Linked DNA regions of Mus musculus: regions 2 and 3 are each linked to region 1. The links are chromatin contacts, called in public HiCAR-type and promoter capture Hi-C maps. All regions are on one chromosome and are shown on one strand. Each heading gives the region's core, a stretch centred on a gene start, on an enhancer-like site or on the middle of the called end of the contact. The rest is flanking DNA. Distances are from core to core; before and after follow the strand shown.

What was found. Promoter capture Hi-C pulls out the DNA fragments that hold promoters and counts their contacts. HiCAR-type assays count read pairs that join an accessible place to other places.
Region 2: a contact with region 1 is called in a HiCAR-type map of kidney, with 4 times the contacts expected there. The contact joins two enhancer-like sites. A contact is called at or near these places in 1 of 115 datasets of contacts at active chromatin or transcription factors (kidney) and 1 of 9 other capture datasets (embryonic stem cells).
Region 3: a promoter capture Hi-C map of stem cell-derived epiblast-like cells shows a contact between it and region 1, with 2.2 times the contacts expected there. The contact joins the promoter of 1700023A20Rik here to the enhancer-like site in region 1. A contact is called at or near these places in 8 of 39 promoter capture datasets (embryonic stem cells, hippocampal neurons, liver and 3 more).

Annotation. Positions count from the first base shown.
Region 1 is chr9:32,157,047-32,160,556 of GRCm38.p6, reverse strand. All of the region lies in intron 5 of Arhgap32 (Rho GTPase activating protein 32), which reads right to left. Among named protein-coding and RNA genes, the nearest start is that of Arhgap32, 130 kb to the right of the region's middle. Within about 2 kb of position 1,281, at least 22 of the 459 cell types and tissues checked have an H3K27ac peak or open chromatin away from gene starts, as enhancers often do. A contact at or near this core is called in kidney and stem cell-derived epiblast-like cells, where this site is marked.
Region 2 is chr9:31,431,619-31,435,055 of GRCm38.p6, reverse strand. All of the region lies in intron 1 of Tmem45b (transmembrane protein 45b), which reads left to right. It also overlaps the pseudogene Gm8162. Among named protein-coding and RNA genes, the nearest start is that of Tmem45b, 31 kb to the left of the region's middle. Within about 2 kb of position 1,390, at least 51 of the 459 cell types and tissues checked have an H3K27ac peak or open chromatin away from gene starts, as enhancers often do. A contact at or near this core is called in kidney, where this site is marked.
Region 3 is chr9:31,384,047-31,387,456 of GRCm38.p6, reverse strand. 1700023A20Rik (RIKEN cDNA 1700023A20 gene) reads left to right here and starts at 1,409. Exons shown (of 1, transcript NR_165167.1): 1 at 1,409-2,454. It overlaps Nfrkb (nuclear factor related to kappa B binding protein), which reads right to left and starts at 1,265. Exons shown (of 26, transcript NM_172766.3): 1 at 1,187-1,265.

The DNA of each region.
Region 1 (3,510 bases), core at 32-2,531:
TAAGGCCAGCCAGGACAGCACGGATCTAGGCAAGCCTGGACAGCACTGTAAGACTCTGTCTCAGAAACCACATTACAAAATAGAATTGCTGGCCGCTGAGATGGCTAAGCAGGTAAAGACGCTTGCTACCAAATCTGGATTCAATCTCCGGGAACCATATGGGCAAAGAGGGAACCAACTCCCCCAAGGTGTCCTCTGCTGTCCCTCATGTGCCAGGGCATATGCATGGTACACATCCATTCACACACAGAAGGAAGGGAGGGAGGGAGGGAGGGAGGGAGGGAGGGAGGGAGGGAGGGAGGGAGGGAGGGAGGAAGAAGAACTTCTATCTAAAATGTTTCAGAGAGTGCTAGGTAATCTAGTTTATTATTTGACTCTCGCCTCACTGACTCCTCACACGATTCTACACATAACTGGGATAGATGTTTTCATTTTTCTTGAACAAATGAGAAAACTGAGGACCAGGGATGTTACAGAATTTACTTCAGATAACCGAGGCAACAATGTTGCCCATGTAGTTTTAGTTTTCAACTAGGGCATTTGAAAACTATGGCCGACTCTTTTGTTAAGGTGTAAGTTGCACTTGATTGCTGCTTTCTAGTTATAAAGGACCCTTCAGAATGACTGTAGCATAGAATTAAGTTCTTAAGCAACACTTACCTCAAATTCCTTTACTGAAAGTGTTGTGGAGAACCAGTGAGACCATGTGCAAACAGGTCAAATAAAGTATTCAGATTACCTTCTTTTAAATGAAAGTCCAGGGCTATAGATGCAGCTCAACGTTAAGAGAGGCCCTGCATTTCATTCCCTCCAGAAGGAATGAAGGGGAGTCCAGAGCCAGTGTGTTAGTCTAAAACATTTTACTCTGCATTTTGTAGAAAGAGTCCAATGGAGGAGGAGGAGCAGGAGGAAGAGGTGGTCAGCCCAGACTACACTATAAGTTCTAGACCTACCTAGGCTCCAGAATAAAATCTTGTCTCAAAATAAATACAAGTCCAGGCTTAAAAAAAAAAAAAAAAAAAAAAAAAAAAAAAACCAAAGTGTACTAGTGTACTATTAGTCCTCAGTGTTCTTAGATCACACCCCTGCCTCTCTAGTGAGGAGAGTCCCAGCTGAACTGCTTAGTTGCCTGCACAGGGCTCCTCCCAGAAAGCTCAGGACACAGGTGTTAAAACTTACACTTTCCCATGCCATGTTTCTGACTACATCTGACCTGTACCTTGCATTGTTACTCAACAGCATACCTAAACCTTGGGTAAAAAGACAGGTAGAGTCCATTCACTATGCTGACACTAGGTGGCGGTGTGACATCGAGCACAGAGGAAGGGAGGCCAGCTTCAGGTTGATAAGGTACCATCCATTGCTTCTATAAATGCAACAGGAGACTTTTTCCCTTCTCCCCAAAACTATTTTCTGACATCTAGATAAATCATTATTTTTGTTCATGAGACACTACAATTTGGGAAAATGCAATAAAAGTTGCTGGGAGCAGCATAGTACACACTTGTGTTGCCCGAGGGTTCTGGGCTGTGATATACAATGCTCAGCCAGTGTTGGCACTAAATTCAGCACTAATTTGGTGACCTCCCAGGATTAAGGAGCCACCAGATTGCCTAAAAGAGATAGCAATTATCTTTCCTTTTCATATTTTAGTTTCTCCTAAACAAAATACACTAGTGCATCAACAATCATAGTTTGTAGCCACCAAAGTACTAGTCAAAGAAAAATACAAAAAACTGAATGTGCATATTAACACTCAGTGGGTGGAACACAACTTTGGGTAAATACCCAACAATACACCCAGACACTGACTGGATGGAAGCACAAGCATTGTTAACAATTCCTATGAAGCTTTACTTCTTTCAAGAAAAGATATATGACATCACCAGCATAATATTAATGGAAAATATAGAGGAAAAAGTGGTTTATGGCCAAGAGTTTTTGTTAGGTAAGTACTAGTAAGTATGTTTTCCTCAACTCTTGTCCAGAAAAAGCAGAAAATAAAAAATAAACTTACCAATCAAAAAATAAATAAGTAATATATTTTAAAACTAATGTTTTGAAAAATAACAAATTAAGAAAACTAAAAACTGGCTCTCTGGTTAGACCTAATTTTTAAGAGTATTTCACAAATTTAAAAAGGCAAGACAGGTGCTTTCCTTAATATAAAACATAAAAGCTAACATTTTAAAAAGACAAAAACAAATCAGAGCAATCTTAAATGTTAACTTGAAATAATAATTATAAGATTAAAGCCTTTATTGGGAAGGTTTCAACAGAAAAACTTAAGAACCCTTCAAACAACGCACAGCTCTAATTACTGCCAACTACTCCAGGATACTTACTAAAAAGAAGCAAGAATAAAAAAAAAAAAAACAGCTTAGGCAATCAATGAAATATTAGCGGAGTGATAAAAGAACTCTGTTTTTAAAACACGTGTAACATAACAGAGCATGTTGCAGGACTGTAAAGACGTCAGAACAATCTATTTCTAAAACAGAAGAAACTCTGCACTTTTACTAATTTTGTAAAATGGCTATTCGCACTGGGTGGAAGCAGACTAAAACAACACAACGTGGCATAGCCTTCCCGCCTGCCTTCTGCTATCATGGCCCTTTTCCCTGCATCCTGCCACATCTCAGCTCTTTAAATCAGATCTCACAGCTCACAGACAGTTGCACATCTCAGCTCTTTAAATCAGATCTCACAGTTCATAGACAGTTTCTTAGCAAAAGAAACACTTGCCATTACCCAGTACCAAGGGTGCATCAAGGAATCCCATGTGAAGATAAAGAATGCAAAGCCAAGATTAAGTAACAACCTGGCCAGTGGTCAGGAAAGCATATATAGCACATGGTTCACAGGAGCGCTCTCTCTCTCTCTCTCTCTCTCTCTCTCTCTCTCTCTCTCTCTCTCTCTCTCTCTCTCTCACACACACACACACACACACACACACACACACACACACACAGGATTGAGAACCATTTTATCAGGTATAAAGTAAGAAAGAAGCAAGGGAATGCTCTCAGGGGTGCCGTACAGATGGCCTGGTTTCAGATGCTGGCTCTATTTTAGCTTCAGTCCCACGGGTCCTCAGTCACCTTTCTAAAAGTATCCACCTTTCTAAGCTGGAACAGAACACAGTGTAGAAGAGCCTTGGAAGACACTAACCAAGCTTAATAATTTCCAAATGGATGACCTGTGCATCAACATAACACTGGAGAATCCATCATCAATTCATCTTGCCCCATGAATCCAAAAATGTTAATCTTTACTAAACAATAAAAATAGAGATACACATGTATCTATTTCCAGACTACAGTTTGTTGGTTTGTCTAGTCCTGTGCCCGACCACAGTTAAGACAGGGAAAAAACAAGAATGATAATAAAAAGAAAATAAAGTATTCTAAGATATAGTGCATAGACAGAGAGAGACAAGCTGTGAAGCAGGTCATTCATTAGCTAAAGAAAAATAATGAATCACTGTAGTTTACCAGTCCTGTATACAAA
Region 2 (3,437 bases), core at 141-2,640, 730 kb after region 1:
GGAAAAATAACGTATTTTTCTGAATAAATCTTAGCTAATGTTCATAATTTTGCTATAAGTGGAATAGCAGCACATCATATCTGCTTCAGTTAAGTGCCTTCTACAGGATGGGTGCTGGACACAGTCGTCCCTGGGAATTCACACCAGATCGCCTCCAGTTTTGTGACCATGGCATTGTGCGTGCACTTGCTCATTGCTAGATTAACCATCATCCTATATTATGTTGTAAATTGTGTCTTTTGTCCATTGCTTATGTTTTTCCTTATAAATCTGTAATGGCGCTTCTTCCGGCATTGGTTTCAAGCAGACCACACCGGCTTCAGGCTATTTGAAGGGTTCTACCCAAACATGGATATCAGACCAAATCACACGATTTATATCAACAATATGAATGACAAAATGAAAAAAGAAGAATTGAAGAGATCCCTGTATGCCCTGTTTTCTCAGTTTGGACACGTGGTAGATATTGTGGCTTTAAAGACCATGAAGATGAGGGCACAGGCTTTTGTTATATTTAAGGAACTGTGTTCATCACAAATGCTTTGAGACAGTTACAAGGATTTCCATTTTATGGTAAACCAATGAAAATTCAGTACGCAAAAACAGTTTCTGATATAATATCTAAAATGCGTGGTACTTTCGCTGACAAGGAAAAGAAGAAAGCTAAAACCATGGACCAGGCTGCAGCGGCTGCAAACAAGAAGCCTGGTTAGGGAACACCCAAGTCAGCTAATACCCAAGGAACTGCAGCGCCAAACCCTCAGGTCCCTGATTATCCTCCAAACTATAGCCTGTTCCTTAATAACTTACCAGAGGAGACAAATGAGATGGTGTTATCCATGCTGTTCAAACAGTGCCCTGGATTCAAGGAGGTTCGCTTGGTACCAGGGAGACATGACATTGTGTTTGTAGAATTTGAGAATGATGGGCAGGCTGGAGCTGCCAGAGATGCTCTGCAGGGGTTTAAGATGACACTGTCCCATGCCATGAAGATCACCTATGCTAAGAAGTAACATGCGGGATGCCAGTTTGGAAGGACTTGGTATTATTTATAGTGTTTGTTTTGATCACATTCGGTCAAGTCATTTTAAATTGTTGGAAGTGAAGGCGAAGTTTTGGGAGGAGTCACCTAATTTGTTTTTAGTTTTGCTGAACTATGAAATACGGAGCCTTAATTTTGTACAATAAACTTTTATTTGTATTCTGTTTACTGGTTTATTGTCCTATCATCAAACACTTATTTTTGTACAAACCTGAAAATGTGTAAAACTCAATAATGGCGTTTAGGTTATTTTGGAGCAGCTAATGATACAGAAGTTGAAGGGAGCAGATTCCAGCAGCCAGTGAGCAGCAGCATGTTAATAGTAAAATGATCGCCCTGCTGTGAGTAAACAGGACATTTGCTTCTGTCCAAAGTACAGTGCTTTGCTGGATGGAGTAGGGATCACACAGTATTAGTGGCCATGTGATAGCAGCTGCTTACTGTTGTCTAGAAAAACAGGAAATAAAATTGCTGCCTGCAGTGTGAAAAAAAAAAATCTGTAATGGCTGGGGTCGGAGAGATGGCTCAGCAGTTAAGAGTACTAGCTGCTCTTCCAGAGGACATGGGATTGATTCCCAGCACCCACACGGCAGCTTAAAACTGTCTGTAACTCCATTTCCAGAGAATCAGGCTTTCTCTTAGATATGAATGCAGGCAAAATACTCATACATACACACACACCAAAAAAAAAAAAAGTAAAATTAAATTTGAAAAAAAAAATATGTAAAAAGCTTTATAATTAACAGTCACTGTATAGCTGCCAGCTTCCTGATTTATCTCCATCTCTTAGACTTTTGGTTTAATTACATTGTGTTTCTCTGGGTGTATGTGCTGTGATGTGCCTCTGGAGATGAGAGGACCTGTAGGAGTGGGTCCCACTTCTTCCACCGAGACTGGGCACGGGTCAACAGGCTCAGCAGCCAGCATCCTTTACTGGCTGAGACATTTAACCAGCCCCTTTTTCATCATTTTGACATTAAAAAAAATGCCTACAGAGAGCTGGCCCCACCTTTCGTCTGCCGTGAGGTGGTGTGGGCACAGCAGGGATGGCTTCCCACAATCCCTTGCTGGTTTTAGAACTCAGTAGAGCAGGCTATGTGCCTGGACTGGCCAGCACTGGTGGTGCCAGTGCAGGCGAGCCCGCCCCGAGGGCATGAGAGTGGGAGAGCTTGCCCCACCCCTTATTGGCTGTGGCACTTGGGTAAGCTAGCCAGGCAGGCAGGCTGGCCCTAGTGAGATGGGTATGGGAGAACTGGTGGGCTGACCAACTCAGCTCCTACTCAGGCCCAGATCCAGGGCTTAGGGTTGGCCCACCCTAACATCTACCCCTTCTATGAACTACTGGGGCATGTGAAGGAGCCAGTCCTGCTGAGCCAAAGCTGCAGGATCTCTATGACACAGATCAACAACAAGATATCAGAGAGGAGTCCTGGTGGAGATCCAGTACTGGCAGTGTAGCAGAAGCCAGAGGCCTTGAACCAGACCGCTGAATGACTCATTACAATGAACGTCTGCAAGTGAAGGGGGTTGGACAAAAAGGGTGTATGACACTGTGACACAGTGCAGCTCCCATGATGAGATTTTTGTTCTCTTATTTTTCCTTTGGCGGGGGCAGGGGTCACAGGGGCGGAAGGCAGACACAAAGGGGCAGGGACATGAGTGGAATTGGGGTGCATGATGTGAAATTCACAGAGAATCAATAAAAAGCTTTTTTAAATTACTACATATAAAGTTTCTTCTCTCTAATCCTCTCGTTCGCATCTGTGCCTAGGAAGATATCTTTACACTGAGTCAACAAATACTGACCTGGCCTCCATTTCTCCCCACCAAACTTATTTATTTTCACAGCCCCGGGCCCGGCAGTGTTCTCCCCAACCCCAAATTACCTGGCAGACAGTACTATTCTAGTGATTTAAGGGCTTTTCACATAAAAAGCCTTGATCTTGCTGGTGTGGCTTACGATCAATTCTGCTTCTTGCTACAGTGTGGAGGGGATGGTGCTTTGGAGGCAGGGTTTCATGTCGCCTAAGCTGGCCTTGCCTTTATTAAGAAGGGGAGGATGACCTTGAACTCCTGACCCTCTGGCTTCCACCTCCCAAGGGCTAGGACTAAAGGCATGCAGTGCACCACTATGCCTGGCTCAAAATACACAGAGTAGAAAGACTTCTTGTCTATCGCGTAAAACAGCTGGGTGTGTTGTGTATCCTTGTGATCTCAGGGCCAGGGAGACAAGCGGATCTATACAGCTCATGGGCAGGTCAGCCAGCAGAGCATACTTAGTGGGTTCCAGGCCAATGAGAAGTCCTGTGTTAGAGTAAGGTGGATAGTATCCCTCAGAAGTAATACCTGAGGTTGTCCTCCAGCCTCTACACTCCTGTCTCTGTCTCTCTCTCAC
Region 3 (3,410 bases), core at 160-2,659, 770 kb after region 1:
CCCCCACTCCAAAAGGGTCATGACCCAGCTGCTCTACATGTACTGGACTCTTATCACTATTACTGACAAACAGACCAACAAGCCCACAAAAGTGGGAAGAGCAACCAGATTCTACCCTGGGGCCGTCACTATCTGTGACATCTTACCTCACCAGGTGTCAGGCTCCTTACCTGTAGTTAAGGAGGAGTTGGACCAGGCCCTTCCTACCTTTCTTTTCTCTTAGGATCTTAAAGGGAATCTCCAGCTAAGTGAGCTTACATTAACAGTGAAGATCCTTCCCACTTCCCAAGTTCTCAAATGATAATGGGTAAGTCTGTAATATACCTAGAATGGAAGCTCTTTTCTGCAAAATGATTTCACGTTCTGACAGTATTTCAGATCAAGGAAAGATACGGCGAGTGTTACATGGACACAGCTGTGTGGTCCCCAGGTAACTGTGCGCGCTCATCGTCAGCACACAGAGAATTGAGGACATCCTGCACGCATGTAGCGCCTAAATAACTGAGTGAAAGTGAGAAAGGAGCAAGACACCTGCACGTAACAAAACTTAAAAAAAAGAAAGAAAAAAAGAAAGGAAGGAAGGCCGGCAGGCAGACCGACAGACAGAGGCAACCTGATGCTTAGAATAAACTCCTCTTAGCGTAAGTGGCATAGACAGCGTGCAAAGCCAGTTACCTCATCTGACAGGTGCACAATGTACACAACTCACTCAGAAGCTGCTTCCAATACCGGCGGTTGATTAAGCTACACATAATTATCTAGCGACAACCGCTGCCTTGCCACTTATTCTGCACAAGAACTCAAAATACAAAAACAGGGGCGCTGCTAGCGAGCCGGAACCCCGGAAGCTGCCGATTTCTAAGTGTTGGGGGTGTCCCGGGCTGCTTCGCTAGACCAGGAAGGCCTCTTCTCTGCACCTGGGCTAGCCCACCCTCTAGACCCTCGCGAGCAACCAGCAAGCAAGGACCTCGGACCGCAGCCCCACGTCGCCAGCCCCACCTGCGCGCAGCGCGCCGCGGCCCGCCCCTCCCCCACACGTCCTCCCCCTAACCCTCGCCCACCCGGCAGCCGCACGCCACGCGTGGGGCCCGCCGCGTGCCCACGGCAACGCCCCGCTTCTCCCTTTCTCCCCGCTTCTCCCCTTCCCCCGGCACCCACCAAACCCGACGCCTGGGCCCGCCCTCACCTCAGCAGAGTCCGCGGGTCTCACCCGGGGTTCGTCGGGCCGTGGGCTCCGAAACGCGCTCGCTCCCGCAAGGCGTCTGGGTACGCGCACGTTCCGGGCTCCGGCAGCGGAAGGGGCGGGACCTGTGGGGCGAAACCTAACGGCGGGGCGGAGCGTATTGGGCAGGACGGGCAGGGGCGGAGCCTGTGGCAGCACCTGAACCGCCCCGACGCGTCTGGTGCCACAAGCTACGTCGGTGCGGAGAAGGCACGATCCATTCTGTGCGGGGTTCTCCTGGCTCAGGAGCTTTGGAGGATAGAGCGATGTCGCCTTTTGTCAGCTGCGAAGCAAGAGCACAGTCTGACAGGCACCGTGCTAACCACCACTTCTTGTGTGACAAAATTTTTCCAGGGGATACTCAACACGACAAATCAAAATACCGAGACCACCCAAGTCCAACTTGGTGAACTACTATTGGGATTACTTGCAGGCATATGGGTGAGGGTTTACTTAACAAGAGCAGAAATGACTTAGCTGAAAAACCAAGGCTCACCCCAGCATGAGTGACAACTCACAAAAGCTGGGAACCTGAAACACTGCACAGCCTACAAGCAGCTCAACAGGTTGCAATGAGTCCTTTCCAGGTGCCTCAGTTGGTCTACACCTTTCCAGGCAGCTCAGCTGGTTTCTGCTGCCTCCAGGTAGCTGGTCTGGCCTCAGAGTCGACTTTGTAGCTTTTTCCCCAACTCAGAATCCTCAGTTTAGCGTCCTTCCATCTGAGAAGGTCTCTCAGCTTTTATCGTTTATTCTGGCAGAGAGGAGCCTAAAGAATCTGATCCGTTTCGGGGACTTCCTGAAGCTATTTTGAGTTGCTTAAAGAGCTTTTCTTGAGTTGTTTAAAGAGCTTCCCTGCAGAAGAAAACTGTTAGACACCACCACTCTGTCGGGAAGGCTTTGCTGAGGCCACCAGACAGTGGAGGACCTCTTGCAGTCTTGAAGGTTGGGAAATATAACACAGACTCTAACCCATGTCTCCAAGTCCGCACAACTTGCAGAAAGTGAAAACATCGACAACTTACTCTTATGATTCATCATTACGCCTTCTTTCTCTAAGACCGTCTTATTTAGAATGTCTTCTCAAGTATTCTACAGTTCACCCTCTGGTCCTGCGTGGGTTAGCCACTGTTCCTTCGGTTTAATAAACATGTCAGGGGAGCAGGGCATGCCAGGCATGTCCTTCTCTCAGTGGAAAATAGTGCTTTCCAAATAAAGCCAAATCTTTGCACCCATGCGCACGCGCACACACACCCACTGACTCTATAAGCGTCCTTGGATCAGCGGGGCATGGTGGCGCAAGCCTTTAATCCCAGCACTCGGAAGGTAGGCAGAGGCAGAGAGGCAGAGAGGCAGAGAGGCAGAGAGGCAGAGAGGCAGAGAGGCAGAGAGGCAGAGAGGCAGAGAGGCAGAGAGGCAGAGAGGCAGAGAGGCAGAGAGGCAGAGGCAGGTGGATTTCTGAGTTCAAGGCCAGTCTGGTCTACAAAGTGAGTTCCAGGACAGCCTGGGCTATACAGATAAACCCTGTCTCGAAGAAAACAAAAAACAAACAAAAAAGATGTCCTTGGATCCTGTTGGAATTAGAAACCACCAATTAGAAATGGCAGTGCAGCGTCACTCTGGGTGACCAGACAGGAGAGCATTAAAACATTACAAACTGCCATTTTCATTAGCCCTTGTTCTTAGAGCAGTTTTAGGGTCATACAAAATTTAACAAAGCATAGGTTTACCTCAACCCCCGCCCCCCCCACACACACACATACTCTTCACCCACAAGTGATACATATTTCTTTTTTTTTTTAAGATTTATTTATTTATTATATGTAAGTACACTGTAGTTGTCTTCAGATACACCAGAAGAGGGCATCAGATCTCATTACGGGTGGTTGTGAGCCACCATGTGGTTGCTGAGATTTGAACTTCGGACCTTCGGAAGAGCAGTCGGGTGCCCTTACCCACTGAGCCATCTCACCAGCCCCCCCCCCTTTTTTTTTTAAATAAACTTATTCTTTTTTTTTAAGATTTATTTATTTATTTATTTATTATATGTAAGTACACTGTAGCTGTCTTCAGACACTCCAGAAGAAGGAGTCAGATCTCGTTATGGATGGTTGTGAGCCACCATGTGGTTGCTGGGATTTGAACTCCGGACCTTCGGAAGAGCAGTCGGGTGCTCTTACCCACTGAGCCA